Regions from separate parts of the Mus musculus genome. Here regions 1, 2, 3, 4 and 5 are each linked to region 6. The links are chromatin contacts, called in public HiChIP or PLAC-seq and Micro-C maps. All regions are on one chromosome and are shown on one strand. Each heading gives the region's core, a stretch centred on a gene start, on an enhancer-like site or on the middle of the called end of the contact. The rest is flanking DNA. Distances are from core to core; before and after follow the strand shown.

Region 1 (3,711 bases), core at 14-2,513, 1.2 Mb before region 6:
CCAACATATGTTGGGAGAAGTCAGGCTGATGATCCTGGTCGCATGAGCGCACGCGCGCGCACACACACACACACACACACACACACACACACACACACACACACACGAGAGAGAGAGAGAGAGAGAGAGAGAGAGAGAGAGAGAGAGAGAGAGAGAGAGAGACAGAGAGAGACAGAGACAGAGACAGAGAGACAAAGAGAGAGAGACAGACAGGCAGACAGGCAGACAGACAGACAGACAGGGACTGGGATATAGTTCACTGGAGGAGAGCTTACCCAGCATGCACAAGCTCTGTGTTTGAACCCCAGCACCACCTACACTGGGTGTGGAGGGTATGTCTGTAAACCCAGCACAGCAGGTGGCTCAGGAGTTCAAGGTCGAGATGGGGAACTTGGCAAGTATGAGGCCAGCCTGGGAGTAGGTGTGAGACCTTGTCTCAAAAAACAAAAAACAAAACAAGAATATTTAAAGGAAGAGGAGGAGGAAGCAGAGATGAAGCAGGAAGTAGGTTATTATGCCTGGGTGCTAGATAAGTGCTGCCTTTGAACCAAGTGTGCTTTTAGAAACAGATTTATTTTTAATTGACTTGTATGCGAGTGCCTGCGTGTATGTGTGTGCCGTGTGTGCAGGTACCCAAGAATGCCAGAAGAGGACATCTGATCCTCCACTCGAAGTGGAGTTACAGGCTGTTATGAACTGCCATGTGGGTTCTGGAGACCAAACCAAACCCAGGTCCTGTGCAAGAGCAGCCAGTGCCCTTAATCACCTTAAACTGTCTCTTCAGCCCTGATGAAACGATAACTTTGTGTCAGCATTACAAGCAGGGCTGCTGACAGATAGCAGCGGGGGTTTCCTAAAGAGTGTTCCTAGTGCATGCACAGTGTGGCCTTCAGCCAAGACAGTCTGTGCTGCAGACGTGGGTTCCAGGCCAGCTCCCTACCTCACACTGACTGCCTAGCCTCCTTTGGAACACCATCACTGTCCCCATTTGGGAACACTCATCAAAGTAAGATTTGGCGCCTACCCACTCCTGCCTCTCTGTTTCTTCTAAGAAGAACTGAGGCGGCTGCGTGAAGAGCGGTTCTGCACTTTGTAATACATTTTACTTTTTAAGGTCTCCGAATTCTTTTAAAGGGACCTTCGGGAGCCAGTGTATATTGGGAACATTTGCAAGCGGTTCCTCCTTCCTGTTGGCCCTGCCTCCCACCCCTGAGCTCTGTCCTTGCAAAGCCTGAGCTGCTTTCTGGGAACTGTCCAAGGAATCCTGAGTTCCCAGGATCGCAGCATAAAAAAAACAAAAACAAAAAAAACCGCAGCAGCCCGGAGCAGGACTGCCCAAAGCTCTCACTGCAGAGACCGACATGTGCTGCTTGGCTCAGACCACAAGTCACTCACAGACGTCCCCTGGGCCCGAGAGATGGCTCAGCGGGCAAAGGTAGGTGGGGTGAAACCAAACCACACGACGTGCCACTTGGTGACACATTTTACTTTAAAGGTCTCTGAATTCTTTAAAAGGGAACTGCCAAACCCAGGGAGTGTACGCTGTCAAGCCAGGCTTTGCATTTCATGAGAGAACCTCCTGAAAAGTTGTCCTCTGATTTCTGCAGCCATACCTTGGAATGAGTGTACCCCTTCCCCTCTCTTACACACACACACACACACACACACACACACAAATAATAATAATAACAATGTGATTTTTAAATTGATTAAAATATGCTGGGAGTGGTGGCCCATGCCTTTAATCCTAGGACTAGAGAGGCAGGAGGATCTCTGTGAGTTTGAGGTCAACCTGGTCTACATAGAGCTCCAGGTAAGCCAGGGCTACATAGTGAAAACATGTTTCAAAATACTACTACTACTACTACTACTACTACTACTACTACTACTATAATAAAATTTAATGAAAAGTACTTTTCCTGGGCCAGTGAATTGACTCAGAAGGTAAAGGTGTTTGCCACCACGCTCACTGACCTAAGTTTGATCCTTGGGCCGCACATGGCGGAAGGAGAGAGCTAACGTTGACCTCTATAAACTAGACATGGCAACTACACACCTACCCCACAACTCCTCCAAGACAGACAAAAAATAAATAAAAAAAATTTTTTTTAAATTGTGCATATAGATTTCCAGTCTTCCCTCTCATTCACTTTTTATAAAGACAGGGCAAGAACATTTAACTGACCGTCAAACCCACTGATCAGATGCTATATAAACCGGTGGCACATGCGTGCCATCTCAGAACTGGAGAGGTGGGGGCGGGAGGGTCAGGAGTTCAAGGCCATCTTTGTCTATATAGCTAATGAAAGCCAGCCTGGGATACGAGGCACCCCAGTCTCAAAAAATAAAATAAACCCGAACAAATAAAAGATGCCCACAGTGGACAAGTGTTAGCCTGGAAGACACCTATCGTCTGGTCAGGACTTCCAATGTACTACAAATGTCCCTTCCCAGAAGTCTGATCCCCACAGGAGGATCTCCCTTGCCCAGGAAGCAAGTTCTCGAACATTTTATTTGGTCTTTGATTCTTTAAAACATCTTTTAAAAATCTTTAAAGTGTGTGTGCCCATGTAAGTGTTATGTGCCCATTAGTGTGTATGTGTGTGTGTGTGTACCAGTGCACATGTGCAGAGGCCAGAAGAGGGTCCATGTGTCATCCTTTAGCACTTTCTACCTTATTCTTTTAGGCAAGGTCTCTCTCTGAACCTTGGTGTTTTTTGTTTTTTGGGTTTTGTTCTTGTTTTTTTTGTTGTTGTTGTTTTTTTGTTTTTTGTTTTTTTGTTTTTCTCATCTAGACTGGAAGCCAGTAAACCCTACAGATCTGGGTTACCAGCAAAGGAGAGATGCCTAGCCTGTTACATGAAAGTAGGAATCTGATGCCATGATTGTATAGCAAGTGCTTTTAGCCACTGAGGCATCTCTTCAGCCTCTACTTTCGCCCCCTGCTCCTGAGAAGAAGGGCTGAAATGAACAAGCCCAAATCAGGCACCCCAGGGATGCCTAGTCTGGCGAAGCCATGGTACCAGGGGTGGTACCACTGGTTGGCTTAAAATGAACACAGCTAAAATTAGACTCTTCCTCTGTGTGACCTTGGGCTCCCAGCAGCCCCATCCAAATGCCAGCTTCCTCTTTCTAAAGACCTCATGAGGATCAGATGTCTCCTCGACACACACGGAAACGTGGACCACGAAGCCCCATGCACCTTGAATTGTGTTAGAGTCAAGGAAGTGTCCTGACTGAACTGACCCTAAAAGGCAGACTCCTGAATTGCTGATCGCCACCATTTAGAAGGTCATGAGTCTAGCATGTCGGAGCGTGTAGGGGAAAACTTGTCCCTTCAGGATGCAAAACCAGACGTAGCACTGCAGAGTAAGTTCAGCCAGCTTTACAGCCAGTGTTGCTGGGTCTATGACACAGTCCCTTCCTGTCCTTACAAGGCATGTGTGTGTTTGACATCTGGAGCAGCAGCGGTTTCCTTAGTCTGCAGATGCAGAGACACCTGTATGGCTCAGTGGATGAGGGGAGTGTCAGACATGTCACCAGCAGCCCCCTTCCAGATGACAATGAGCAGACAGGATCTGACAATGGTAAACCCGAGCAAGGGGCCCCAGCTCCAGCCCCACATAAGCTGGGTGTGGTGTTGGATATCGATAGCCCTTATACTCAGGAGGTGAGGCAGGAGGACCAGAAGCCACCCTCAGCTACATACAG
Region 2 (4,044 bases), core at 338-2,837, 1.5 Mb before region 6:
TGCCTAAGGCTTTGCTGCTCGAGTGACCTATACTATACCTGTGTTTTGGATTGATTTTCTGCACTGGCACCAGCAGACCAATTTGCACTCACTCATGTTTATTTTTACCAAGCTGAAACTAGGTTATTTAACAGTCTGAGAAATCAGGTGGCAGGGATAACTGCCAAATCCCCAAACAAGCCAGTTTTAGCCAACGTGGTGAATCTCCTTTACTTTGGGGCAACTAACCCCCTTTGAGTTTCTCATTACTGCTCTCCCCAGATTTCCTGTTTGTAAATTCACCTCAGCTGCTCCTCCCGAGTGTACATCCTATTTTATGGAAGGAAATGTTGACTGATGCCCAAATCAGGAAACAAGTGTAATATTATCGTTTGACATATTCCAAGGTGGATTCTTGGCTATGAGTCTATTCTGGTTCTGGTCACGCTGTGAGATCCCTGACACATGTCTACAGCTGTCATCAAGGAATAACTATATCCCTGTCAGGAATGTGGCATAAGGCTAGCAGAGAGAATAGCGTAAGGGGCTAGCACAATGCCCAATTACTTTTTTAAAAATGTGTTTAATTAGTTAATGCATATATGAGCACTCTGTCTTCATGCACAGAGGGAATCAGATCCCATTACAGATGGTTGTAAACCACTATGTGGTGGCTGGGATTTGAACTCAGGACCTCTGGAAGAACAGCTGGTCCTCTTTACCCTGAACCATCCATCTCTTCAGACCTTGTTCAATTACTTTTTTTAAAGATTTATTTATTTATTACATGTAAGTACACTGTAGCTGTCTTCAGACATCAGAAGAGGGTGTCATTTCTCAATACAGATGGTTGTTGAACCACCATGTGGTTGCTGGGATTTGAACTCATGACCTTCAGAATAGCAGTTGGTGTTCTTAACCGCTGAGCCATCTCTCCAGTTATTTCAATTACTTTTTAAGTCGTGGAAATAAGTGGTACAAAACTGAGAGAACATAGGATTAGATTCCTGGCAGTTTCTCTGGGGGAGGTGCTGAGGAGGGAAAGAGAGCGAGATCTAACCAATGAGCTTGGTTAGATTGAGGGCACGATAGCCCTGAAACAGCAGGCAGCAAGAGGTTTACTAGCCGCAGCGTTAGAAAGCCACAGCCAGCAAGGGACTTGAAAGATCTAGGACAAATGTCTAGGCGTGGTTTTCTTCCCTTTTCTCTCGTGATCCTTTGAGTATCTGTAGAAGTAGGGTCATTGTGAATTTTGGTAGAGCAATCGCCATGCGAGGGGAAAAGTTACAACTACCGCTAAGCAGAACCAGCAAATGGGAGCAAGATAGCAAGGCAACCACAAGGCCTGGAACCCTAGGGGAGAGTCTGGGATGCAAAGGAGGGCTTCGGGGCGGGGCGAAGGAACTCGGTAGGGCGGGATTGCTGGTCTACGAGGCGAGGAGGGGCGAGTCCTAGGGGAGAAGCGTTATCATGTGAGGCAGGTCTTAGTCCGTACGGCGAAGTGATGGGGCGGAGCTTGAATGCAGCGCCAGTGGGCGTGGCGAAGCAGCGCGGTCGTAGGGCGTGGCGAAGGGGCGGGGCCTGAGAGCGCGGCGTTGAGGGAGGTGTTGGGGGCTGGTGGTGGGGTGAGCGGCCGTGGGAGCTGTTTTGATTGCGGAGGTGGAGCCCAGTGAGCGCGAGTCACAGGCCGCGGGGCGGGGCGGGGCGGGGCGGAGCGGAGCCCAGTGGACCGGGTGACCGCTGGCCGGAGCGGGATCCCTGGAGGCGCTATGTGGGGGCGGGGCGTGGGCGCCGGGGCGGAACCCGAGGGCCGGAAGCGGACAGAACCCGGGGTCCCGCAATCGGCTCGCCATGGACGAGGCGGACCGGCAGCTCCTGCGGCGATGCAGGGTGCGCCTAGTGAGCGAGCTGCAAGTCGCGGAGCTCTGGGACGCTCTGCTGAGTCGAGAGCTCTTCACGCGCGACATGATCGAGGATATTCAGGTGCGCCCCGCCTCCTTGTGTCCGCCCTCTTTTTCCCGCGGCGCAGATAGGGACTGGGAGGTCGCTGAGAGGTTCTCTGAAGCCACTACGGAGCTCCTGCCCTTTTTTTCCGCTTTGCACCCTGTGCAATCCACGCCCTGGGAAACCATGGTGTGGGAACTCCATTTTTAAAACCTTCCCCAGTACTGCCCTCTTAGTTCGCCACAAGAATAAAATAGAAGAACCCATGCTCCTCTTTTGTGGAGTGTTTGTTAAAAGCGGTCTGTAATCTGCACCGTTTGAACTTTTATGATTTTTCTCTTCTCTAGTATAAGGGCCCTAGACACCCACTTTAGCCTTATACTGGCACATTGTACCAGTCACTTCCCGTTTTTGAATCTCAGTTTCTAGGGCTGTGAAATGGAACGGTGGTCATCCTGTCCTAGGACAAGGACATAGAATCAGGATCTGTCTTTTTTGGCTGGGCTTTTATCAAGTGCATGTTTTATAAAGGAGTTCAGAAAAGAAGGAATTTGATGCAGGTAATGCAGAAGAATAAAATCAAACATTTGATTTTTTTTAATCCACTTTCGCCCACTTAAACCTAGAGCATGAGTCACAATGTTGATGGCTTGTGTAAAGGGGTGTATTGAATTTCTACGCTATATGGATTACTGTGTGAGTGGAATTATTCTGGATCAAAATATAATGGTGGCAGTATTATTTTCATTGTACTAGAGTTCAATTTTAGCTTGATAAAATTCTGTATTACACAAGGGAAAAGGTCAACTTGTTCAAAGTCTAAAGATGAGTATGAAAATTACAGAGAAAACAGGATAGCTGTATGCATAAATGCATCTTCTATTGGAAGATACAGAGTAAAAACTCTTAAAGGACTCTAAAAAGAGAAAAAAAAAACCACTTTAGCATCTTTGTTCCAGTTGATGCCTCACCACAGGTCTGAAAAGGGAATATTTCTTTCTGAGAGGATATGAGTGCCAGGCCCTGGGGGACTGTCTACAAGGCTGTCTCCAGCATCTGTATTGGAACGTGGCTTGGTCCAGTGAAGGAGATAGAAGAAAGTGGTGTAGAGTCATGTGGTTAGCTGCCAAATAATAACAAAAGTAGGCTCAGGAACACATTTGGATGGGCCCATACTGATCAAGAAAAGTGGTTTGAAGGGAAAGTCCTAGCCTTCCAGAAGGCATATTAAGGGGGATCAGGAGCTGAACTGCCCAGAGTGGCACCAGCAGCCACTGTCTTGCTCCCTTCTCCAGCCAAGTGTGGTCAAAACAGTTCTGCCCTTGTGTTGGCAGTGGCAGATTGTTTGAAAGGAGCAGTTTGATCCAGGGGTGCCGGCATACATCTGGAATCCAAGCACTCAGGAGGTAGAGGCAGGAGGATCAGGTGTTCCCAGGGCATCCTTGGCTACATGCAGAGTTTGAGGCCAGCCTGGCTACCTGAGATGGAGTCTTCAGAAGCCAAAACTAAGGACTGAGAGCTGCCTCTGTGGATAAGAGCATTGATTTCAGTTTTCAGAACCCATGTGGTAACTCACAACTATTGACTCCAGTTCCAGGTGTTCTGACACCCTTTTCTGGCCTCCACTGGTACCATGCACACACAGTTGCCACATACAGACTCAGATAGAAAGATACATACACACGTACATACATATACACACATACATACATACATACATGCATACTTAAATACTTAAAAGCAAAATCAGAACACGAAGCCTGATGTATAGCTTGTTTGGTACAGTGCTTGTCTAGCATGCATGAATCTCTGAGTCCAATCCCCAACATAAACCAAGCCTGGTGACTCTGGAGGCAGGAGAGTCAGAAGTTCAAAGGTCATCCTCTGCTATGTAGGAAGTTGAAGGCCAGTCTTGGCTACTTGAGAATTCCTGCGCCCCCCCCCCCCCAAATATGAAAGCTTTCCCCTCATACAAAAGAGAAACTTAACTTTTCTCAAAAACAAAAATGCTGGAGATCTTGATTTCTATATCCAGTTCTCTTATTTTAATGCTAGAAACAAACTGAGAAAAATTTAAGTACCTTGTGTAAACTACTGACCACTGTTTTTGCTACTTTTAGT
Region 3 (4,062 bases), core at 34-2,533, 1.1 Mb after region 6:
TTGAGGCCAGCCTGGAACCCAAGAGACCTTATCTTAAAAATTATGATGATGGGGGAGGGAAGAAGGAGGGGGAGAGGATGTATGAAACCCAGGGCTTGTGTATGTAGGCAGGTGCTACACTGAGCCACCTCCCCTCCCGGGCTCCTTTCACCTTATTTTAGAGCACATTCCTTCTTTTTAAAGTTGCTACATGTTGCTACAAGGGTAATTCTAGCACTCCAGTCTCGGAAAGGCTGAGTTTGAGCCAAGTATGGTTACATAGTCAGAACTGCCTCAAAACAAAAACTGGCTAGAACCAGTTCCAGAGGCTCTGCTGCCCCCTTTCTGTCCTCTGCAAACACCAGGCACTCACAGGGTAGATAGGCGTATGTTGGCAAAACACTCAATACATAAAATAAAAATAGTTTAAAAAAAAAAGAGAAATGTAAAACAAACGTTATGTTATGCCAGCCTCATGCAGACTGCATGGATTGCAACAGGAAGCCATGCCAGTTGGTTGTGGAAACAACTTTAACTCCAGCACTCAGGAGGCTAGGAGGATTTCTATGAGTTTGAACTCAGCCTGGTCTATATATAAAGTTCCAGGACAACCAGAACTACATAGAAGAGTGATCCTGTATCAAACGGCAGGAAGAAAGGAAAGACAGAAAGAAGATGCATGTTAGGAAAGTGACACACCCTTAATCATGACACTTAGTGAGAACGGCATATGGATCTCTGAGGTCACTCCCAGCCTGGTCAACAATGAGTTCCAGGACAGCCAGGGCTACTTAATGAGAACTTGTCTCAATAAGTAAATAAGTAAACAAACAACAAAAACCCAGAAGCCCGGAAGTGCTGAGCAATGTTATACACACCATTAATCTCAGCAGAGGCAGGCCGATCTCTGGGCAACCAGAGATACATAGTGACACCCTGTCTCAAAAACAAAAACAAACAAACAAAAAACAACCAACCAAAGGAGTTGGGCAAGTGCCTGGCTCACACCAATCCTTTAGGTTTGTGTAAATGCCTTCTGTGAAGCATGCTTGAGGTTCGTGACCCATTTTTAAGGATGCACACCGATCCTTAAGCTACTCCGGACCGTTCCTGAACTGCTAGAGACATAAGGTCTGTTTACTATGACACCTGTATAACTCTGGAGAGTCATGACTGCCTGTGGATGGTCATAAATACCTGCAATGAAGTCTCCGCTGAACTCCGGAGGCCAGAGATCTTCTACTGAAGTGGGCGTAGGAATATCCGCCAAAGAACTGAATTCCCCTGACCAGGGCAGACTAAGACTCCTCCTCCTTCTAGCCCCTCCCCTTTCCCCCTTCCTTCCCTCATTCCGTAAAAATGCGGCTGGTCTGTGCGTGGCTGTTTGCTTCTGTTTCTAACCCGAAGGCTTTCCAGACTTAAGGGTCAATTCAAAGACGCCAAGGTTTTAAAGTGTCTAATTGTAACTATCCTCTGAAGAAAACTAAGGCCTCTCACTCAGTTGAAAGGAACAGAAGCAGACAAACTTCAAGTCCTGGTGTCGTGGGTTATTGCAGGAGCAACACAAGTTTTACTTTTTAATATTTATTTTGTTTTGAGATAGGGTCTCTTACAGCCCAGACTTGGCCTCTAATTCACCTCTAATTCTGCTTTCATCAAAAAAAAAAAAAAAAAAAAAGAAATGCTGGAATCACAGGTGTGTGCCATCTTGACACAGTGATTCACACAGAATTGAATTCACGTGTGAGGGGTCTCTGCAAACACCCGTGCCAGCAGAGTGCGGATCAAAGATCCTTGAGAGGCCAGAAGAAAGTCTAGTTCAACAAGGCTCGGTTCAAACTTTGACACCTGTTAGTTTATTTATTTTACGTATATTTAAGTACAGCACAGTTGCTCTTGGTGAGGGAAGCTAATTGGTGATAATTAGCACAATCCTGTGTGCACAATAATAAAGCAAGGCTGCGCCGGGCGTGGTGGTGCACGCCTTTAATCCCAGCACTTGGGAGGCAGAGGCAGGCGGATTTCTGAGTTCGAAGCCAGCCTGGTCTACAAAGTGAGTTCCAGGACAGCCAAGGCTACACAGAGAAACCCTATCTTGAAAAGCAAATTAACCAAACAAACAAAAGCAGGACTGCATTGAAATTCTTTCTAAAGTACCTTTGACATCATCCATAAAGATGAGTATTGGAGATCGACTATGTGTGACATCATTGTAAGGGTCTGGGGGAGGGTCTGGTGTGGTCTAGTGCAAAGATCATCAGGGTATGGCTAACCACCCCTAGGACTCTAGCCTTCTGGGCAGAAAACTGGTTATACTTCTTTCACTTTGAAGAGACAGCCCTAGCTGTTTAACATTCCTGGTTTCCCTGATGCTCATAGGCGAGCACAAGAACTCCTACACCTGGTGCTCAACCTCTGAACTAAATTGCTGTGGAGGGAACCTGTTTTGCGCTTGAATGGCCCTGGGGGAAGCATTGAGGAGGTTCTGAGGGTCCACTGGTGAGGCGACTTGACTGATATTTGCCTAGATAAAACCCTCTCCCAGGTGGGAGGATTCCTGGAACAGGCAGATGTCCACACAAGAGGGGGAAACTTGAGGATCTGGGTTCCTATAGCACACACTGTTAGGCTTTGCCTTCCTAGGGATCCTGAAGGCCCAGCCTAGGAGAAATCAAAGCTCAGCAGGCTGGTAGGCTCAATCTTCCACCCTATGTTTTAGGGACCTCTGAGATACCTCCTTTCTCGAGTGACAAAACTGAGAGGAACAACCAACGTGACATCCAGTCAAGCCCTGCAGATACCAATGTTTTGCCTCAGAATCCATGCAGGAATTGATGTGTTTATATCAAGACAAAGAGGTATAAGATGTGTTCTATGGGGGTGTGGTGAGGTGTGGTGGAAGGAGGTGCCTCGGTGGGCCCATGCCAAGGCATCCTTTCCCCCTGAAGGATACACGATGGTATAGTATAGAATAGAGTTTATTCATGGCATGGGGAGGTGGGGGGAGTTAAGAGGGTAGTAGAGGCAGAGAAACACAGAGAGAGGGAGAAAGTAGAGAAGTAGAGGCCAGCCATGAACATGTGGAGAGAGGAGGGAAGGGAATGGGGAGAGAGGGGGACTAAGAGTGAAAGAGGCAAGAGTAAAAAGGAGAGGAGGGGGCAAGCAGCCCCTTTTATAAAAGGCCAGGCCTACCTGGCTCTTGCCAGTAACTGTGGGTCAGAATTTAGACAGAATGCTAACAGGAAGCCGGGCAGTGGTGGCGCATGCCTTTAATCCCAGCCTATCTCAGGAATATTCTCAGCATCAGCACATCTTAAGTTTACAACCAACCACACATACTTTCCAAAAACAGTCACCAAGGTGGAGGTAAGGTTAAGAGTTTGGTTTTGATTTTTTTTTCCTTTTCTTTCCTTTTCTTTCCTTTTCTTTTCTTTTCTTTTCTTTTCTTTTCTTTCTTTCTTTCTTTCTTTCTTTCTTTCTTTCTTTCTTTCTTTCTTTTTCTTTTCCAATTCACACTTGTCTTTTTATTTGTTTTGTTTGAGATAGTCTCTTGTAACCCAGACTGTCCTCAAACTAGCAAGGTAATCAAGTATGACCTTGGATTCCTGATCCTCCTGCCTCTGCCTCCTGAGTGCTGGGATGCCAGACATGTTCTGTACTAGGCACAGAGAGATTCTGAGTCGCAAACCTCAAGGCCTGTAAAATGCTGTCAAGATGGCTATCGAGGGTGGGAGTGCAGGCTTGGGCTAGCATTTGCCTTCTCTTCCCACCTGATTCCCAAGCAATTTTCTAGCTGAGCTCTAAAATCAAGACACCACTGTAACACGGCAGAGAGAAATGTAATAGCAAAGCTTTCTCCATCTTGTCTTGGCTGAAACCAGCTTTGGTTTCCACCTCCTGCTCTGACAAGTCCCTTGGGGAAGAGGGAAAGCACCCAGCCCTGTTCTAGAGACTCAGGGTCAAAATGCCCCAGTTAGTTCTCAGCTCTTGTTAAACTGCTTGTTTGTTTGCGTTCCCTTGCAATTGCCAAACAGAATTCAGGTTTTCTGTGTTCTTTATCTTCAAATACTCCCTGTACTATGG
Region 4 (3,910 bases), core at 994-3,493, 1.6 Mb after region 6:
CTTGGTGTCTTGTACATAGGCCTTAGCAACCGCTGGGCGCCAAGAGTCCGACCCTCCCTGACTGCCATTTCTTTCCTGTTGTTTTATAGACCTGGAAGATGGACGAAATGGCCACCATGGTGGGGTGGGATCTAAGGAAGGCAACGGCCAGCCCTTTGGAGAGTCCTTTAGAAAGAAGAATGGAGCCTGCAGGGACTCTTCACTGCAGTTCTTGGCCAAGCCTGTCCTCCACCTCTCTCCTGCCTTCTTGCCAGAGTGGGGTGGGATGGGAAGAGAAATTAGGTCTGGACTGAATCTCTTCCTCCTGTACTTCCTGGCTGGGTAACCTGGGAAATAGGATGACAAAGTCCCCAAGGCGAGGTCAGCTGGAGGGTGGAATGTCAGACCAGATCGCAGGAGCTCCACACAGGAGAACGGCTTCCTTGCCCCTTCATCCAAACCTAAGAGTTCTCATGACAACTTCTCCCCAGAACTACAGTAGTTGGCAAAAGAGGAAGTGATCTCCACCCCCTCCCCAAATCAGCACTTCTCAAAGGGATTTGTTCACACCCAGGCGGGGAATATTAAAAGCACAGTTAGTTCCTTGTGCACCCAGGGCCTGCTGGATCAGTCTTTGGGGCTGAGGCCCAGGACTCCCAGCCTGAACACGTCCAGGGCTGGAAAGGGCTGCCCCAGATTATAGGGCAGGCTCCCTGGCTGTCTCTCCCTCTCCCGCCCAGGGATGTGCAGAGGGGGCGGGTGGCAAGTCTCATCAGCACTTTTAACTGGGCCTGCTTCTCATGACTCACCTCCTAGACTTCCCGCAACAGGCAAGTCTAAATAGCTGGGTCCCGCCCTCCCAACAGGGAGACGTTCTTACAAGGGGTGGGCAAGAGGTTACAAGGTGGGTGCCCAAAAGGTCAGCGGGGTAAGGGCACCCAGAGAGGGGACACTGGATGAACTGAACAGTGGCATAGCTTTGAAGACGTGTTGTTTACAGGCTTCTGTTATTAAGGAAATTGCTGTCAGTCAAGGTAATTCTAGCCCAGATAAGCAATAAATAAGCTCCCAGCTAATCTTATGGGGATTTTATTGGCACCTGGGGTTAGAGGTCCTTTGCCCTGCTCCCCTTTCTCCCAAAGCAAAATCCTGCCTCCCAAGGGGTCCCTCTACCTCAACGTGAGAGACTTCACGTTAATACAACTTCGGATGTACACTCTTTGAAGGAAAATGGGAATCAGGCAATGATGAAACATAACCTCCTGGTCCTACCTGGAGGCAGAAGAATGACCAAGTGACCTGAAATGAACCCTTGGCGACCCAATAGCATCAAGGCATGCGCGAGTTTCCCCTCGGTTTGCCCGGCCGCTCAGGGGTGGTCACCTGGCCCAGGCTGGGAGCCAGGTCTGATACAGCAAGCTGGCTTGCCAGAGTTGGTTGCAGCGTGTTCGAGTTCCGGCTGCGAGCCCTCGGGGACTAGGGCAGCAAGTTCCAGCTTGCAGAAATGAGAAGCGAGTCCCAGGGGAGTGCGAGACGCAGCGAGACCGGGTGCGCGCCTAGGCGCGTGCCCCGCCACGGCGCAGGGGGAGGGGAAGTCGCCGCAGCCACTCAGAGGCACGATAGTGAAGCCTCCCAACAACTTTAACTGTCAATCAGACTTAATGGGGTATTAAAAAAAAAAAAAAAAAAAAAAAGGAGGGGGCGCCCTTTCGGTCCACGCCGCAGCTGCCCCGCGGACGAAGTAATAGGGCGGTGCAGACTAGGGCGTCCTATCCACGAGTGCTCCACAGTACGGGCCCGACCAAGTTGGAAAGAACAAAAAAGAAGGCAATAAATACTAAAGGGGAGGGGGGAAGAGAGGGAGCCACACCGAGCGGCAACTCCCAGCCCGGGCTGCAAGAGAGGGAGGAGGGAACCGGAGAGAGCGGGCGCGCGCGAGGGCGAGCTGTGCACGAGAAGAAACTGACACCCGGACCCCCCACTTCTCCTGCACGGTGCTGGCAATCAGATCGCGTTTAAGCAATTTCCTGAGCCCAAGAATAGCAATGAGTCGGGAGACTTTCGCGGACTGAAATTGGGAGCTGCAATCACTCCCCAGGTTTTGTGTGTGGTGTTTTTGTGTGTGGTTTTTTCCCCCCTTTCTTTTTCTGGAGAAAGTTGGAGGGGGGCGCTACAATTGGGAAACAGCTTTTTTGTTTGTTTGTTTTGTTAATCTTGCACTTTGAAACCGCGGACTGTAGCTGTGTGCGCGCTGTGGTTGGTGCTTTTTTTTTTTTTTTTTTTCGTCCCTGGCCTTGCCTAAACTCTTCTGTCGGTCTGTAAACATTACCTGTGAATTTCCCAGCCGAAACGGCTGTTGGGGCAAGAAACTTCTTGTTAAAACTTCCCACCCCTTGGACTCTCCACAGCCCCTCTCACCGTCCCAATCTTCTGAGACGCTTTTTACCTCTCCGCCAGAGCAGAGTTTATCTTTTTTTTCTTTTTCTTTTTTTTTTCTTTTTCCTCCCATTTTTCCTCGCCCTGTCCTTTACATCTGAAAGGAGATCAGTTCAAGAGTGACCAGGTGGGACGCCTCCTTTTCCTTATTTAGTTTATTATTGTTTGGGGGAGTTTTCTTTCTATCTTTTTTTAATTCCTGTCCGGGGAGTTTTGTCCACCGCCTCCTACCACCTCCCCCTGTACCCCGCTCCTCCGCGCGGAGGATGGTGTGGAAATGGCTGGGCGCGCTGGTAGTGTTCCCTCTGCAAATGATCTATTTGGTAACCAAAGCAGCCGTGGGAATGGTGTTGCCCCCCAAGCTTCGGGACTTGTCGCGGGAGTCAGTCCTCATCACCGGCGGTGGGAGAGGCATCGGACGCCACCTCGCTCGGGAGTTCGCAGAGCGTGGCGCCAGAAAGGTACACGGCGTGGGGGCGGGGTGGCACTGCGACACCTGGAGTGGGCGCTGAGGGTAAAGGGACTCTGGCACGCAGGGAGGGGGAGGCAGTCGTGGGGGGTGTTCCCACCTGCTGCGGGTGCGGAAACCAGCGCCAACGATCTGAAAGTCTCAAGCCACCCACTCCTTGCATCACCTGGGACTGCGAAGCAAGTCGGTTTCATCCTTCATAGATTTCCCGGGCACCGGACTGTGTTTTGGCAGGCCCTGAGTTGCTTGGCTCCCCTGGGATTGGTATCTCGCTGGCTATTTACCCCTACCAACTACCATACCTAGAATACCCACCCATTTTGCCGCATGACTCTTTCTCTAAGGTGTAGTGCCCTCTCTCTCTCTTTGCCCGCACCCTGCCAAGCGCAGGGTGTGCGCGCGCCCCTAGGTAGAGCTGGAAGCCAAACCCCCTGCTAGCTTGCGCTTGGTATTTTGCTTGGCAACTCGCTGCCTAGTCCCAAACAAGCTGAGAGGTTGCAGCTAGGCAGGGACGTGAGATAGGGTGCTCGGTTCAGATTTGTAAAGGAGAGAGTTGACGTGGATGGTCTAGTCCGGCTGAAAGACTGGGAGGCCCAGGTGTTTAAAATTCTGAAAGAGGGGTGAGGGGGTAGCCAGCCGCTGATAAAGAGAGCCCTTGTCCTCACCTTCAACCTTGATTCCCACCCCCGCCCTCTTCATCGGAGGGGATCCTTCTCAGCTGGATTGGAAGGTGGCACTGTGCCCCTCTGACCACTGCCTCTTATTATGTGGGTGACACCAGCTCCCCATGCTCCAGGTTTTGGAGACGTGGTGTTGCAGAGTACTGGAGGGAGAGCCAGCTGTCACCCAACTTGCAACTGCAGACCCGGCTGACTCACTCAGTGGCAAGAGCAATGGAGAGGGATTTGAGGCCGGCAGGCCGGTCTGTCTCCAGCCGGCCCGCGAAGACGAAGAACAAACTAGGGAATTAGTTTGAAATTTAAACTGTTGCTAAGGAGGGGGGGTGGGAGGACCAGGCTAGCCAGC
Region 5 (3,780 bases), core at 980-3,479, 1.9 Mb after region 6:
CACTGGTCTAATGGACTCCAGTAAGGACTCTAAGCTGTAAATCTTGCTCCTAGGCCATCAAGTTGGTCACCAGCCACCACACCAGCCATTCCAGATTTCCTGTGGCATGTGTCCCACTTGGAACCAGACTATTTTCAGGATCATTTCCAAGGACTTTGCCCCATGACTAGTGATTTATCTTACTGCCAGGAGATACACTCACCCCAAGGAAAAAGCTAACAACATAAGACAGACCCAAAACAAAAGCTCCCCTAAAAGTTGACCCAGCCTCAAAGGAAGGCAGATATTTACTTGTCTATGCAAGACATAATTATAATCAGGGACAGTTAAAAAAAAATCAATTAACTCTTCAGGGTGATGATCTACACCTTTAATTCCAGCACAAGGGAAGAAGAGGTAGGCAATCTCTGAATGGAAGGACGATCATCTCATTTACATAGGGGTTCCAGGCCAGCCAGAGCTACAAATTGAGACCCTGTCTCAATAACAATATTAATTTTGCAGAAAATGCACTTTATTGTCTTATTTCTTTCAAAAGAATTGGGGGGGGTAGGTTATGCTCCAGATATAAAGCCAAGAATCTGGGGAGGGGGACTCCTCGGCATTTGCTTTCAAGGTCACAAAAACAATTTTTAAAAATTTTTAATCAAAAATGCTTCACAGTGTAAATAAACGTTTCTCTATTGTCATTTCAACAAGGTAAATCTATTAAAAACACAATGTGAAGCTGACTACCTTGTTTTATTATGTGAGCCTCAAACAGTCCTGGGCACCAAGCCAAGGCTAAAGTAATCTTTATTTTTGTTATTGCCATTAATTTCAGCCCTAAAAGCCAACTCTCCCTAAAATGCCAACTCCAGATGTTTTCCCAGTAAAGAGAAACTACTGTCGGGCTAGCATGGTGTCTCAGAGGTGAAGGAAATCGCTACCAAGACTGAGTTTAAACCCCAGAACCCATATGGTTAAAAAGAGACTACAGACTCCCACAGGTGGTCTTCTGACAGCTGCCCTCCTCCAGCCCCCAATACACATAAAATAAGTGTAAAATAAATTTACTTTTCCAGGAAACTATTGTCGTTTTGTACCCATGCTCTGCCCCTTCCATACTTATTCTCGATGTAGAAGAACACAAAGTACACATTTAAAAGTACACATGAGCTGTTAGCGCCCTACAGATGTTCTTCTGCTCCGTGTGAGGCCCAAGCCAGAAAGCATCCATTAGCTCTACTAAGCATCTAGAGCAGGCTTGAGGCCACTTCAAGGATTCCCTTAAGGAATCTGGTTTCAGGGAGGTCCGCCAGGCTGGCCAGAATCCCAGAGTATTTATATGCTCATCAGGACTTCTAGGCAGCTGCCCGGTAATAACCCCCACCTGGCTTCCCCTATCTGGTGTGGCAGGTGACACTGAGGGATCTGGGTTCAACCCACAGCCTGGGCAGACAGCCGGACATGACCTTGAGCCAGGCCCCACCCGAGAAGAGGCCAGACCGGGGAATAGGAAGCACTGGCATTTGGACCTGGAGAATCCCTGTGCCAGGCAGCTAGGGCTGAGTGCTGAGGGATTCCAGGAGCTCTGCCACAAGGGGACAACTCCAAGTGTGTGTCAGGCCGGGGGCTCCGCAGGAACGCGAAGCTTCCCTGGCCTTTCCATATCTCCGGTCTGCTGTCAGAACCCCAAGCCTGGCAGCAACAGGGGACAGAGCCACCAAGCCTAGAGAAGATGGCTCTCTAGGGGTAAGAGAGGCGAAGAGTGTCCCCTACAAGAAGGAAAAGTTGGGAAGAGAGGGACCCTGGGGACAAACCTAATGTCCCCACCCAGAGGTGACCCCAGAGGGGATGGAGGCACTGAGGGAAGGGACGCCGCCCCACTAGGGGTGTGCTGAAGAGACACTCGCACGTTGGAATCAAGCCTCGGGAGACGTGACACCCAAAATCCAGTGGTGTCTCCAGGCTGCAGAGACCGGTGCCCCGAGCCCGGGCCTGAAGTGCCAGCGACTCTCGGGCTCCGGGGTCCCCGCGAGGGCGCCCGGGCTCCGGGAGAGGCCGGCTGCCGCGGACCCCGAGTCGGGCCGTCGGAGCACAGCCAGGTCGATCGCGTGGCCGCTTTCCTTGAGGTCCTCCGCCTTGACCGCCGCCCCCCTACCTGTCGCTGTAGCTGTAGCTACCGCTGTCGCTGTCGCTGCCGCCCAAGCCCGGTTCTGCGAGGTGCTTCCTCTCCGCCACTCCTCAATGGCGGTGACTAGAGCGCTAGACTCGACCAATCGAGTGGCTACGTACCTGGGCCTGGCCAGCAGAGCACCGAGCCGTCGATGGGGCGCCCCCTAGCGTCCGCAGCCGTTCCTGTAAGGGCGGCGGGTGCCTCCCAGTATGCTGGGGGCTTAATGAGCAACAGCTCAATCAGCCCCGTTTTACAAATGGGTAAACTGAGAGCCGGGACAGTGTAGGAATATAAATCATCCTAGTTCAAACATTATCGTGCCTCCAAAACCGCCCTGCTTTCCATCTGCCTTTTTATCCCACCACCAATAATGACCCCTTGACTGCCACTGAAGTCTGTAATTCAAACCATGCCTTTAGCCCTGCTTAAACCACTCCCCCCACTACACTTGTATTAAAATTCATCTCCTGGGCTGTCAAGATAGCTCAGCTGGAACAGGACCTTGCAACCAAGCCAGATGACCAATTCCCAGCACCCATGTGGTGGAAGGAGCGAACTGATTCACCCAAAGTGTCCTCTGACCTACAGGTGTGCCTGCCCACATATACACACAAAATGAATAAATGCAAATTTTAATTAAAAAAATACCTCCTTCTGAGCATTCAGGAAAGTTAATAGTTGGAAGGCAGCTTGGGCTACATAGTGGGTTCATCCATATCCTGTCTCAAACCCCATCCTCTCGCTTTTCCACCCCCAAAATACACACACAATACTTCTTGAAGGCAGGAACCACTATATAAAGCCAGGCATGGTGGCACACACTTGTAAGCATACACACTGAGCCCAGGGCTCAGGAGGTAGAGAGAGAAAGGAAGATGAGGTGTCTAAGGTCATTCTCAAGATACGTAATGAATTGGGGGCCAATCTGGGCTACTTGAGACTGTCTCAAAAATAAAACAAGTAAAAAATAAAAACCCTCTGTACTGTGCCACACTAAAATTTGTCTGGTCTTATTCCCTTTCTATGGCTTTCTCTGGTTCACTTGACTCACAAAATGCTTCAGTTCCTGCCTCCAGTCCTTTGCATCCGTCATTCTCTCTGCTTAGCATGCTGTTCTCCTAGATCAGTGCGGTCCTACAGAAGTATAATGCCAGCCCCAAATAGACTCATTTGTTACTTGCTATATCAAAAGAGATGAGCCAGTCGGGCGTGGTGGCACACGCCTTTAATCCCAGCACTTGGGAGGCAGAGGCAGGTGGATTTCTGAGTTCAAGGCCAGCCTGGTCTACAAAGTGAGTTCCAGGACAGCCAGGGCTATACAGAGAAACCCTGTCTCGAAAACACAAAAAACAAACAAACAAACAAACAAACAAACAAACAAAAAAAAGAGATGAGCCTGGAAGGTATAGCTCAGTAGTAGAGTCCATGTGTGATGCTGGATTAAGTCCCTAGGACCAATGACAATAAGGTGGGGGGAGAGATAAAGGGAAAATTGCTTAGTAATTTAGTCACTCTGATGAACCAAAATACTCTGATCACAACATATAACCAACAGCAAACAAACCTTGTTTGTGCTGATTTCTGAGATCGAGTCTCTGCATATAGCTCGGGTGGGCCTCAAA
Region 6 (3,929 bases), core at 101-2,600:
CAAGAAACAAAATAACAGGAGACTGTCCTAGACCCCAGCCATAGATCACCCAGACAGAAGACAGTAATTCAGAAGAGGAGGACGTGATGGTGGTCCCATCAATCTGTTTCTTTCTAGTCAGGGTCTTAAAGCCCAGTCTGGTTTCAAACTCCTTATACCCCAAGATAACCCTGAACCCTCTCATCCTCCTGCCTCCATTTCCCAGTGCTGACACAGTTGAGCATCACCATCCTGGCTTTTGCATCTTGCTGGGGATGGAGCATGAGAGTGTCTCACATGCCAAACATGGACTCTGCCAACTGAGCTACATTCTCAGGCTCCATTCGTCTTTAATTAACACTAATTCAGCCACTGAGTCCTTGGCCAAGTTCAATACATGGCCTCAAACACACTTGCGCTTCAACGCTCACGGCAGCCCTCCAGGTTAGGAGGTACAGGTCCGTGGCGCCCTGGGTTCCATCCATTTCCAGTGTAGGGGTGTGGGGAGGGGAGGAAAGAAAGAGGCAGAGACAAGAATGCTAGAAAGATAGCAGCTTGCGGGTCAAGCTGTTCCACCGTCCCTTCCAGCTACCATCCTAATTAGCGAAGCCTCTTCAGGTCTATCCCCAGCCAGGGGTGTGACCCAGAGTTCCAACCTACGTCCTCCTATCTGTTCCTCTTTTTCAGAGACATTAATCATTCCTCTAACACACTGCTTTTTTGGGCCAGTCCAGTCGCCCTTGGTCACCTTCCCATCCCGTAACACTAGCCCCCGGGGCGGTGGGGGTTGTTAGGGCCATTCTGTACCCCTACCACCTGTGGGTGGACCCCCTACCGCCACACCCACTTGGCTGTTACAGGAGACTTAGCCCCATCTAAGCTACCCCACCGCTCTCCCTCCCTCCCCCCGCACTCGCAGATCCCAGGCCCAAGCATCCCCCGCCTCCCTCCATCCCCACCAACAAGTGCTGGTTGCCAATCATGCATGGCGCTTACCTCCCTGCGCAGAGTCCCAGAACCAAACGCTCCCCAAAACCCAGAACAACACTGGCACGGTCCACATCTTGATCTCGTTGGAGCCTCAGCAGCTAGTGGGTTTTTTTGTGGGTTGTGAAAAGATGAAAAACAAAACAAAACAAAACAAAAAACTTCGAAGCCACAGGCCCAGCCGGGAAGAGCTCGGGAGGAGGTTGGAAGGCGCTGAGCAAAAGTCTCAGCGCCAGAGAGTGCCCGGGCTTTCTGGACTCGCAGAGGCAGCAAGCACAGCAAACTTGGCAGCTGGCAACCTCTCGGCACAGTCGGCATTTATGTCTCCGGTCCCGGGGCGGGAGCGGGTGGGCGTCAGGTGGTCCCGGAGATCTAGGACCGCCCCCGAACTCTGTTTGGCCAGCATCACAAGATGACCTCAGGCCAGGTTTAAAGTTACAGGGCCTCAGCCACTGGGGCCCAGCCCAGAGGGGAAAAAAAAAAAAAGCTTTTGACTTTGTTCCACTACAGGAGAAAAGGGGGCCACGTGCAGTAAACAGTTCTGATTTACAATTTTTATTTATTTTTCTACTATATTTACTATTATGTTTTGGAGGGCAAAGCCCACAACTTAGGTTTCCTTGATAGTGGGCAGAAGAGAGACGCACACAGTGGCGTATGCGGCTGGTTTTATGGTTTTTAGACCGATGCACTGGATTTTTTTCTTCAGATGGTTTGGGGAAAACGGCCGTTGTTTGGGTGAGTCTGAGGCGGCTCTTGTTTATTGAACCTTCATGCAAGGCACGTGGATGGATGGATGGATGGATGGATGGATGGATGGATGGATGGATGGATGGATGGATGGACGGACGGACGGAAGGACGCGTCTGTCCTCCCACAACTAGCCTTCAGTGCAGTACTTGGCCCGGTGAGGTACTTGTCTGGGTGGGGTGCTTGACCTTGAAGGGTGCTTGGCCCTAGTGAGTTATACAGAAGGCAGAGCACGTACCACCACCCCCTGATACCGGGACTTTGTGGCTTCACCTGGATACCAGGAGCAGCTGTGTCATCTGACTATCGGCCACTCACCTGGAACTAATAAGAGTTCAGCTCATCTATTAATCCTAGGGTTTAACTGGTAATCCCCTGTCTCTTGATTTAAACAATCCTTCCTTGCTCTCAGGGAGTGGGTATCGGCAAGAGAAATGTTCATTATTCCCTTCTAACCTGTTGGAATCTAAGAACAGGGTCGGGGGTGGTCTTGGCTTCACTCCCAGATGCCATAAATTCCTTTCAACAAAAGCATCTGAGGATGGGCCCCCCAGAGGTGGCTCGGCCACCAAGCCGAGTGACTTAAGTTTTAGGCTCTGAACCCACAATGGTGAAAGGAGAGTCCCGATTGATTCCTGTATGTTGCCCTCTGACCAGACAGCGAGCACACACACACACACACACACACACACACACACACATACACACACACACTCGCGCATGCACACGGTAAAAATAAGTTACAGAGAACTTAACAATGAACGGTCCCTACGTGTCCCAATGAAGGTGACAATGAGCTGTTTTCATCCTTTTATCTTTGACCTCAGTTTCAAACAGACTTCATCTCAAGAATTTCAAAAGTAGACTGATTTTTAAAAATTATTTATTGTGTGTGCGCATGCACTCACGCATGCATGCATGTGTGCAAAGGTGTGGGCACCCATGATATGGTATGTGTGTGATATCAGAGGGTAGCTTTGTGGAGCCAGCTCGCTCCTACATTCATTCACATGGGTACTAAAGACCAAACTCGGGTTGCTAGCTTGCCAGGCAGGTCTTTTTATCCTGAGACAACACTGTTTTAAAAGCTCATATTCCCAGCTTTGGTCCCACAAGCTAACTGATAAGACCTTTTGGGGAAATGCTAGCTAAACCCAGTGTCCATGGAAAGCTTGATCACAGGAATGGTTGGTAAGCTGTGTCCGTTAGCTGAGCCTCTGTGTCTCACCAGGGTGAGAGTGAGCCAGCCTGCCCACTCAGCAGCAGGTCTACCTTGGCAGGCAAGAGGTTGGACATGTCTAGAGATTACTCAAGGGCCGGTAGCTTATCCTGGGGCTACAAGATAGGAATGAAGTGGATTCCAGAAGCGGGGAAGAGAGAGACCTGGAAGAAATGGCTCCCGAACTGGTCTTACAACATTATTTCTTCGGTGTGAGTATTTTGTATTGTAGACTGGGGGGTGAGGGTGAGGGTGTCCATTTCCTGTGTGACCCCTTAGACAAATAACAGAGGTAATAAAACAGCTTATACTGAAGGGCATTTGGGAGTAGATTAAGAGTCCAGGAAATAAATCCATCCTGTTCTGGGGCTGGAGAGATGGCTCAGTGCTTAAGAGCACTGACTGCTCTTCCAGAGGTCCAGAGTTCCATCCCCAGCAACCACATGGTGGCTCACAACCATCTGTAATGGAATCCAATGCCCTCTTCTGCTGTGTCTGAAGACAGGGACACTTATGTACATTAGGTAAATAAATAATAAAATCCACCCTGCTCTTCTCTCCCTATGCCATAGGGATGTGTCTAGGTTGCCATAGGGATGTGTCTAGGTTATAGAAGGCTGGTCCCTCACCTACTTGTAAAGGATGGTGGAGGTGGGGCAGACGCAGAAATGTTGCCGAAGAATCCTGTTGGGGGCCAGGGGACAAGAAGAGTATTAGGGAGAGGACTTAGGTCTGGGCGAGTCTGCAATGCTTCTACATGTTTTCCTGCTAAATAACCAGGTGATTGCTGGCCCCAAGAAGGATCAGTCAAGGACAGGGGTGGGGGATGGGTCTACCTTCCACAGCAATGCAAATGGCAAATTGAAGATATCTTGCCCCCCACCCCCAAGGACCTGGTGCCTAACTGCCCTTCCCCCAGTGACACAGCTTGTGTGAAGACTGCATAACAATGAGACAGAGGTAGAAAGGCTGGCGCCAGGAGATAACACTATTT

Evidence for each region. A called contact is a pair of places that touch in the nucleus more often than the background predicts. HiChIP or PLAC-seq counts read pairs in DNA pulled down with a chosen protein or histone mark.
Region 1: an H3K27ac HiChIP or PLAC-seq map of bone marrow-derived dendritic cells shows a contact between it and region 6, with 10 times the contacts expected there. The contact joins the enhancer-like site here to the promoter of Pdpn in region 6. A contact is called at or near these places in 1 of 39 promoter capture datasets (hippocampal neurons), 1 of 484 Hi-C or Micro-C datasets (embryonic stem cells), 9 of 115 datasets of contacts at active chromatin or transcription factors (astrocytes, bone marrow-derived dendritic cells and embryonic stem cells) and 1 of 9 other capture datasets (embryonic stem cells).
Region 2: a Micro-C map of embryonic stem cells shows a contact between it and region 6, with 5 times the contacts expected there. The contact joins the promoter of Casp9 here to the promoter of Pdpn in region 6. A contact is called at or near these places in 2 of 39 promoter capture datasets (the 3T3-L1 cell line and embryonic stem cells) and 1 of 484 Hi-C or Micro-C datasets (embryonic stem cells).
Region 3: a contact with region 6 is called in an H3K27ac HiChIP or PLAC-seq map of embryonic stem cells, with 5 times the contacts expected there. The contact joins the promoter of Pramel13 here to the promoter of Pdpn in region 6. A contact is called at or near these places in 5 of 115 datasets of contacts at active chromatin or transcription factors (embryonic stem cells and extraembryonic endoderm stem cells) and 1 of 9 other capture datasets (embryonic stem cells).
Region 4: a contact with region 6 is called in an H3K4me3 HiChIP or PLAC-seq map of stem cell-derived neural progenitor cells, with 7 times the contacts expected there. The contact joins the promoter of Dhrs3 here to the promoter of Pdpn in region 6. A contact is called at or near these places in 4 of 39 promoter capture datasets (cranial neural crest, embryonic stem cells, maxillary cranial neural crest and 1 more) and 4 of 115 datasets of contacts at active chromatin or transcription factors (differentiating embryonic stem cells, embryonic stem cells, extraembryonic endoderm stem cells and 1 more).
Region 5: a contact with region 6 is called in an H3K27ac HiChIP or PLAC-seq map of embryonic stem cells, with 7 times the contacts expected there. The contact joins the promoter of Vps13d here to the promoter of Pdpn in region 6. A contact is called at or near these places in 1 of 39 promoter capture datasets (cranial neural crest) and 1 of 115 datasets of contacts at active chromatin or transcription factors (embryonic stem cells).

What each region holds. Positions count from the first base shown.
Region 1 is chr4:142,076,743-142,080,453 of GRCm38.p6, forward strand. All of the region lies in intron 1 of Tmem51 (transmembrane protein 51), which reads right to left. Among named protein-coding and RNA genes, the nearest start is that of Tmem51os1, 5.7 kb to the right of the region's middle. Within about 2 kb of position 1,264, at least 121 of the 459 cell types and tissues checked have an H3K27ac peak or open chromatin away from gene starts, as enhancers often do. A contact at or near this core is called in astrocytes, bone marrow-derived dendritic cells and embryonic stem cells, where this site is marked.
Region 2 is chr4:141,792,025-141,796,068 of GRCm38.p6, forward strand. It overlaps Casp9 (caspase 9), which reads left to right and starts at 1,588. Exons shown (of 9, transcript NM_015733.5): 1 at 1,588-1,962. The coding sequence starts at 1,831.
Region 3 is chr4:144,407,181-144,411,242 of GRCm38.p6, forward strand. Pramel13 (PRAME like 13) reads right to left here and starts at 1,284. Exons shown (of 4, transcript NM_029948.2): 1 at 1,177-1,284.
Region 4 is chr4:144,890,834-144,894,743 of GRCm38.p6, forward strand. Dhrs3 (dehydrogenase/reductase (SDR family) member 3) reads left to right here and starts at 2,244. Exons shown (of 6, transcript NM_011303.7): 1 at 2,244-2,876. The coding sequence starts at 2,682. It also overlaps a transcript of Vps13d not described here.
Region 5 is chr4:145,192,776-145,196,555 of GRCm38.p6, forward strand. It overlaps Vps13d (vacuolar protein sorting 13D), which reads right to left and starts at 2,230. Exons shown (of 70, transcript NM_001276465.1): 1 at 2,144-2,230.
Region 6 is chr4:143,298,214-143,302,142 of GRCm38.p6, forward strand. It overlaps Pdpn (podoplanin), which reads right to left and starts at 1,351. Exons shown (of 6, transcript NM_010329.3): 1 at 976-1,351. The coding sequence starts at 1,042.